2 separate regions of the Pan troglodytes genome follow, and region 1 is linked to region 2. A link is a contact called in public HiChIP or PLAC-seq data. All regions are on one chromosome and are shown on one strand. The core of a region is the stretch at or near the end of the contact, and the rest is flanking DNA. Distances in the headings are between cores, read along the strand shown. Region 1 holds the start of RPAP3 (RNA polymerase II associated protein 3). Region 2 holds the start of TMEM106C (transmembrane protein 106C).

What was found. HiChIP or PLAC-seq counts read pairs in DNA pulled down with a chosen protein or histone mark.
Region 1: an H3K4me3 HiChIP or PLAC-seq map of stem cell-derived excitatory neurons shows a contact between it and region 2, with 2.7 times the contacts expected there. The contact joins the promoter of RPAP3 here to the promoter of TMEM106C in region 2.

Annotation. Positions count from the first base shown.
Region 1 is chr10:48,147,865-48,150,564 of NHGRI_mPanTro3-v2.0_pri, forward strand. RPAP3 (RNA polymerase II associated protein 3) reads left to right here and starts at 1,276. Exons shown (of 17, transcript XM_016923559.4): 1 at 1,276-1,415. LOC104001553 (a long non-coding RNA gene) reads right to left here and starts at 1,327. Exons shown (of 4, transcript XR_673416.5): 1 at 1,204-1,327.
Region 2 is chr10:47,888,973-47,891,672 of NHGRI_mPanTro3-v2.0_pri, forward strand. TMEM106C (transmembrane protein 106C) reads right to left here and starts at 1,420. Exons shown (of 9, transcript XM_054664324.2): 1 at 1,013-1,420; 2 at 74-479.

The sequences.
Region 1 (2,700 bases), core at 26-2,525, 260 kb after region 2:
TCTATGAGGTTTTACTAGAGCAGCCAGCTAGCCCCCTTATCTCTCTTCTCAATCAACTCTGTCAGAATTAATAAAACAAATGTGGTTGCTTTTGTTAAAAACACCAGTAAATCAATATTTGCTTTTAAATACTTAATAAAAAAATTCTTAAAAGTCAGTTCTCTATCTCCCTAATACAACCAAAGAATCATTTCATTAGTAAATATTTTGACGTACACTTAATGATTTGACTACTATGATTTTAAAATATAAAGATACCAATAATTAAGCAATGGGAAGGATGTGCTAATGATATGACCTTGTAAGACAGCACTCCAGCCTAGTTCTTCATTGATCAGCGCCTGGGTTAGTGGCTTCCAGCTTCAAATGCACAGCCGTATCCTATGCTTTAAAAAATTCTGATTGGCTTCACTCAAGACTAGTTACATCAGAATCTCTGGGATAGGACACAGAAATCAGTATACACACACACACACACACAAACACACACACACACACGTGTATATGTATATACTCCCTAAGTGATTCCAAAGCTCAGTCAAGACTGAGAACAACCGATCTGGATTTTGAGGATATTTGAGGTTACAGTCCTGTTTTAAATGGAAAGTTTCATTTGTTTGTGTTTGCTTCTGTGGACTTCTGCAATTATTTTTGTTTTGCTTTCGTTTAAGAGTTGTCATTGCAACGAAGACTCCCTCACACGGGAAGCAGAAGCAAAAAGTGTTAGAAGTTTCGTTCTTTTTTCTCTGTAAGCCAGAGCATATCTAAAGACAGATTGTAACACTGGCACATGTCAAAGAAAGACTCAGAGATAGATTCACTTAGAAAAGGGGTTTACTTGCAAAAGATGCGAGGAGTTAGACGGAAGGACTAGTTTGCCAACCAGTACTTAAAGGGAAAAAAAAATCCCCTAAAATTACCAGGATTACCGGTTGACAGTAGTCTGTTCATGGTGGAAAAACAGCAACTTTCTCACATGGTTATTATACTCACAAAGGTCAGACAAATTAATGTCACAAAGGTCAGAGATTAGCAAGGTAAATATTAGGGATTAAACTGTTTAAGGGAGTCCAGGGAAATATTCAAGGTTTTATTGTTTTGGAGATCAGAAAATCAGGATGATCCTGCAGTTTTTGGGTTATCTCCTTTTAAGCTTAGTCATATTGGAAGCAGGCAGAAGGCTCAGATATTGCTTTTACATACCCTCAAGCCACCAAGCTGGTTCCATCCTGAGAAGGAAGTCACGAAGCTGACTTCTGCGCGCGCTCAAGCCCAGGCTAAAGGGGGCGGGGCGAGGCCGCAGGGGCTTGTGGGGAAGCGCAGGAGGCGGGGCTTTGCGTGAGTCACTGCCGGGCTCGGCGTGAGTCGCTGCGGGGCTGACGGGGTGGCAGTGCGGCGGGTTACGGCCTGGTCAGGTGAGCGGGCGTTGCGGTTCTCGCTGCCCGGAGCAGCGTAGGAGATCCTTGGGGTGGCCGGTGGGAGGAGGGGTAGCGGTTACGGGTACCGGTGAGGCGGGGCGGGCCGGGGCTGGCGGTGGAGGCGCGCGTTGAGGCGGCGCGTCGGTGTCCAGGGCAGCGGCGTCCCGGGTCGCGCGTTCCCGGAGGGGCTCGCCCCCGCAACCCGGGCCTGCACGCTTTGCTTTGCAGGCGGACCCTCCACCCTGCTGCGATTTGCAGTGCTCGGGAAGGCAGAGCGGCCCTCCCGCAAAGACCGAGGTGGGGCCCGCCCCCTTGCGGCGTGGGTGTGCAGTGTTCGCCGGGACAGCGGGTGTGAAAGTGATACGCCCAGCGCTGGAAGTTTTTGATTGCTGGCTCGCACCCCCGCCCCATCGCAGGGTCCCTGGGAGAGTTTTTGGGCCTGCTCGAGCAGCAGCGGTGATGGGTGAAATGGAAAAGCATCTAACCCCCGTCAGCATCTCACTGACTTGTTGCGCTTTTATTCATTTATTTGAGTTCCCAACAAAGCGTTGTACTAGTTTTGTTTTTGAATGAGTTGTGCATATATGGTCAAACATGGACACTGCCTGAAAGAAGCTTAAACCTAATTTAGTTGTTGAGGCTACGAGTCAGAAGACCTATCTGCATCTGCAACTGTCCCTTCTTAGTGAGGTATTTTTCACTGTCCTAAACAAATGTTTTTCTAATTCCGTCTCTCTCCCTCCCACCTTACTTCTCTTCCCTCCGCGTAAAGCTTTGACTCTTCTCCTACCTTTTTGGAGATTTTGCCCCATCACTCATCCTTTTTCCTATATCTTTTACTTTGTTGCTTTTTCCCCAGACTATGCTCAAGAACAAGTCTTATATTATCAAAGGCAAATGTACTGTAATCTCCATATAATCTCATTTACTTAACTCATTTCATTCCCCCCCTCCTTTTTTTTTTGTCCCAGGCTGGAGTGTAGTGGGCCCGTCACCGCCCACTGTGGCCTCGATCTCCCGATCCTCCCACCTCAGCCTCCTGAGTAGCTGGAACTATAGGCACCCTCCACCACGCCTGGCTAATTTTTGTGTTTTTAGTAGAGATGGGGATCTCGAAGTGTTGCCCAGGCTGATCTAGGAACTCCTGAGCCCAAGCTATTCCCCCTGTCCCCCAACCTCTGCCTCCCAAAGTGCCGGGATTACAGGCATGAGCCACCTGCGGTTGGCCTTCCACCCTTTAAAAAAAATCTCATTGAAACTCTAAATAGAGGTCAGGCGCGGT
Region 2 (2,700 bases), core at 170-2,669:
ACCTGCAGGGCACGAACTCCCGGCAGCTCCTCTCCGGCCGCTCTCCCGACCACCTGCCAGCTTGAGGACTTACCAGCCTCTTCGGTCGGCGGAGCGGCACGCATTCAGGGCGCAGGCGCCAAATACCAAGCCCGCTAGGAGAACGCGGGCGCGCGCTCGCGCGTGCGCTCTTCGGGGCTCCGGAGGCCTTCCCAATATCGCAGCTGTCTGGCTCCCTAGGTTCCGGTAGAGGGCGGCAGAGAGCGCCGGGGAGCCGCGACCCTTGCTGTTGGGCCGCGGTAGTCCGCGGAGTCGGGACGATGCTCTGCTGTTCGCTAGATAGGCTGGGAAAGGCTTCAGTCAAGTTTCCAGAGCAAAACACTTCTCTGCTGCGAGAGGAGGATGGTGCTGCCGGCTACCGAAGCCATTCTGAAATATTCTTTATAGTACAGGAGCTGTGTAGTCGCTGAGGGTACACACATGCGGAGCATCCAGAGAAACTGCCTTTGCAAAAATTGTAAGTGAGAAAATTATGACAGTGAAAGAGATCTGACTTACCCAGTTCCGTCTTGCTTCTAACCTCCGAACTGCCCTTGTTCATTCCTGGGTATAGGCCAAACTAACTTTGGGAGGAATTTAGTTTATAGTTGAACTTCGAAGCAAAGATAACAGCCCTTCCCCAAAACAAACCCCCTTCTTGCCTGGGGACCAGACTGCCTTTGTAAGACTAACAAATTAGCCACAAGATTAGAAATTATGGTTTAGGAGTCATCCAGACAGAGGTCACAAGATTCCAAACCTTCCCTATTGCTCCAAGGGATAACGTCACTATTGTAAAATCTAAGATCGGTGCTGGGGATATTTTTCAGACCCTGCATTCTGAGGCACCAGCTGGCAGTACCCAGACCAGTTATCTGGCTCAGCCAGTTCTGCAATCCCACCCAGGAACAGAAAACAGCAAGAAGAACCCACTTAGACCCCCCTATGATTTCATCTCCAACCTGACCAATCAGCACTCCCCACTGCCTGATACCTACCAGCCGAATTATCCTTAAAAAACCCCAGTCTCTGAATTATCGGGGAGACTTATTTGAGTAATAAAACTCTGGTATCTCATTCAGCCGGCTCTGCATGAATTAAAATCTCCACAGCAATTCCCCTGTCTTGATGAATCAGCTCTGGGCAACGGGCAAGGAGAACCCGTCCGGCAATTATATCAGAACCTGTCCTCAGTCCAGGAGGGGAACCAGAGGCTTCATCAGACCCCTCCAATACTGTAGATAAAAGTGCTGCTGGAAGTCTCACAAGTCAGAGGGGCCCAGCCTGGGGGAAACCTTCCATGGGGAGTCCTGCTGGCTTCTCGCAGGAACGGACCCCACAGCTGAGCTTTGCAAGCCAGTTAGGTGCCAAGAGGCACCAAGGAGTAGATTCATTCGGTAGTAGGGCCCCCCTTCCCCAGACCTCCACAAAAAAGGCACGTACGTAAGAGGTTAGAAAGCACTTTTCGTTTGTTTGTTTGTTCGTTTGTTTTGAGATGGAGTCTTGCTCTGTCGACCAGGCTGGAGTACAGTGGCACAGTCTCAGCTCACTGCAACCTCCGCCTCCCGGGTTCAAGCGATTCTCCTGCCTCAGCCTCACAAGTAGCTGGGATTACAGGCGCACACCACCACACCTGGCTAATTTTTGTATTTTTAGTGGAGACCGGGTCTCACCATGTTGACCAGGCTGGCCTCAAACCCCTGACCTCAGGTGATCTGCCCACCTTGGCCTCTCAAAGTGCTGGGATTACAGGCCTGAGCCACTGTGCCCGGCCTAGAGGGTACTTTTTAATGGGTGGGTTTCTTTGTTCATACTGCCAGGTTGAGCTTAGCCTGCAGCAGCAGGAGTTGAGTACAGACATTAACCAGGTGAAATTATTAAAGATGATGCTAGGGGAGAGGAGATATTCTGAAATGGGATGAATAAGGGGCCCACTTGGCAATACAGAGTGAGGCTGAGGCTGGTGACCCCTCAGGTTTCTGCCACCTCTGTATTTTCCTCTTTCTCCTGTGGGGAATGCCAGTGTACCTGCTGTTGTCTAGCCATCTGCCTGACCACTGGCCACAATCAGCCCACTGAGTCTTTAGTAAGAGGCAACAAGGACCCTCTACTTCCCCTCTCACATCTCTGATCCACCTCTTCTCCTTCTTGAAACGTTTTTTTTTTTCATCTGTTGGGTCACAGAAAACGATTCCCCAAAATATGGTGTTTGAGCATACTGAGTGCTTTTGAGAATTAAAAGAAAACAAGTCTCAGAATCAAGGTACCTCTAACCTTGTCTTGTTCCTCCCCTCAACCCCAAGCATAGGGGAAGACTCTCTCTGGAATTTCCTTGTCTCACCAAGAAAGCTTTTTTTTTTTTTTTTTTTTTTTTTTTGAGACAGGGTTTTGCTCTGTCGTCCAGGATCAAGTACAGTGGTGCCATCACAGCTCACTGAAGCCTCAAATTCTGGGGCTCAAGCAGTCCTCTGTGAAACAAAAATAAAGCTAAGTCTTCTCCACCCCCAGCCATCTGCATGGACCCCTCCTCTCAGCCAAGGGCATTCCAAAGTTAACCTGAAAAACTAGTTCAGGCCATGATGGGAAGGGGGAGTCAGACATGCCTCACTACCATTGTGAAAGAAAAATAAATCTCAGGACCCCCAAATCATGAAGTCAAGGGAAAAGTCAAGCTGGAGACTA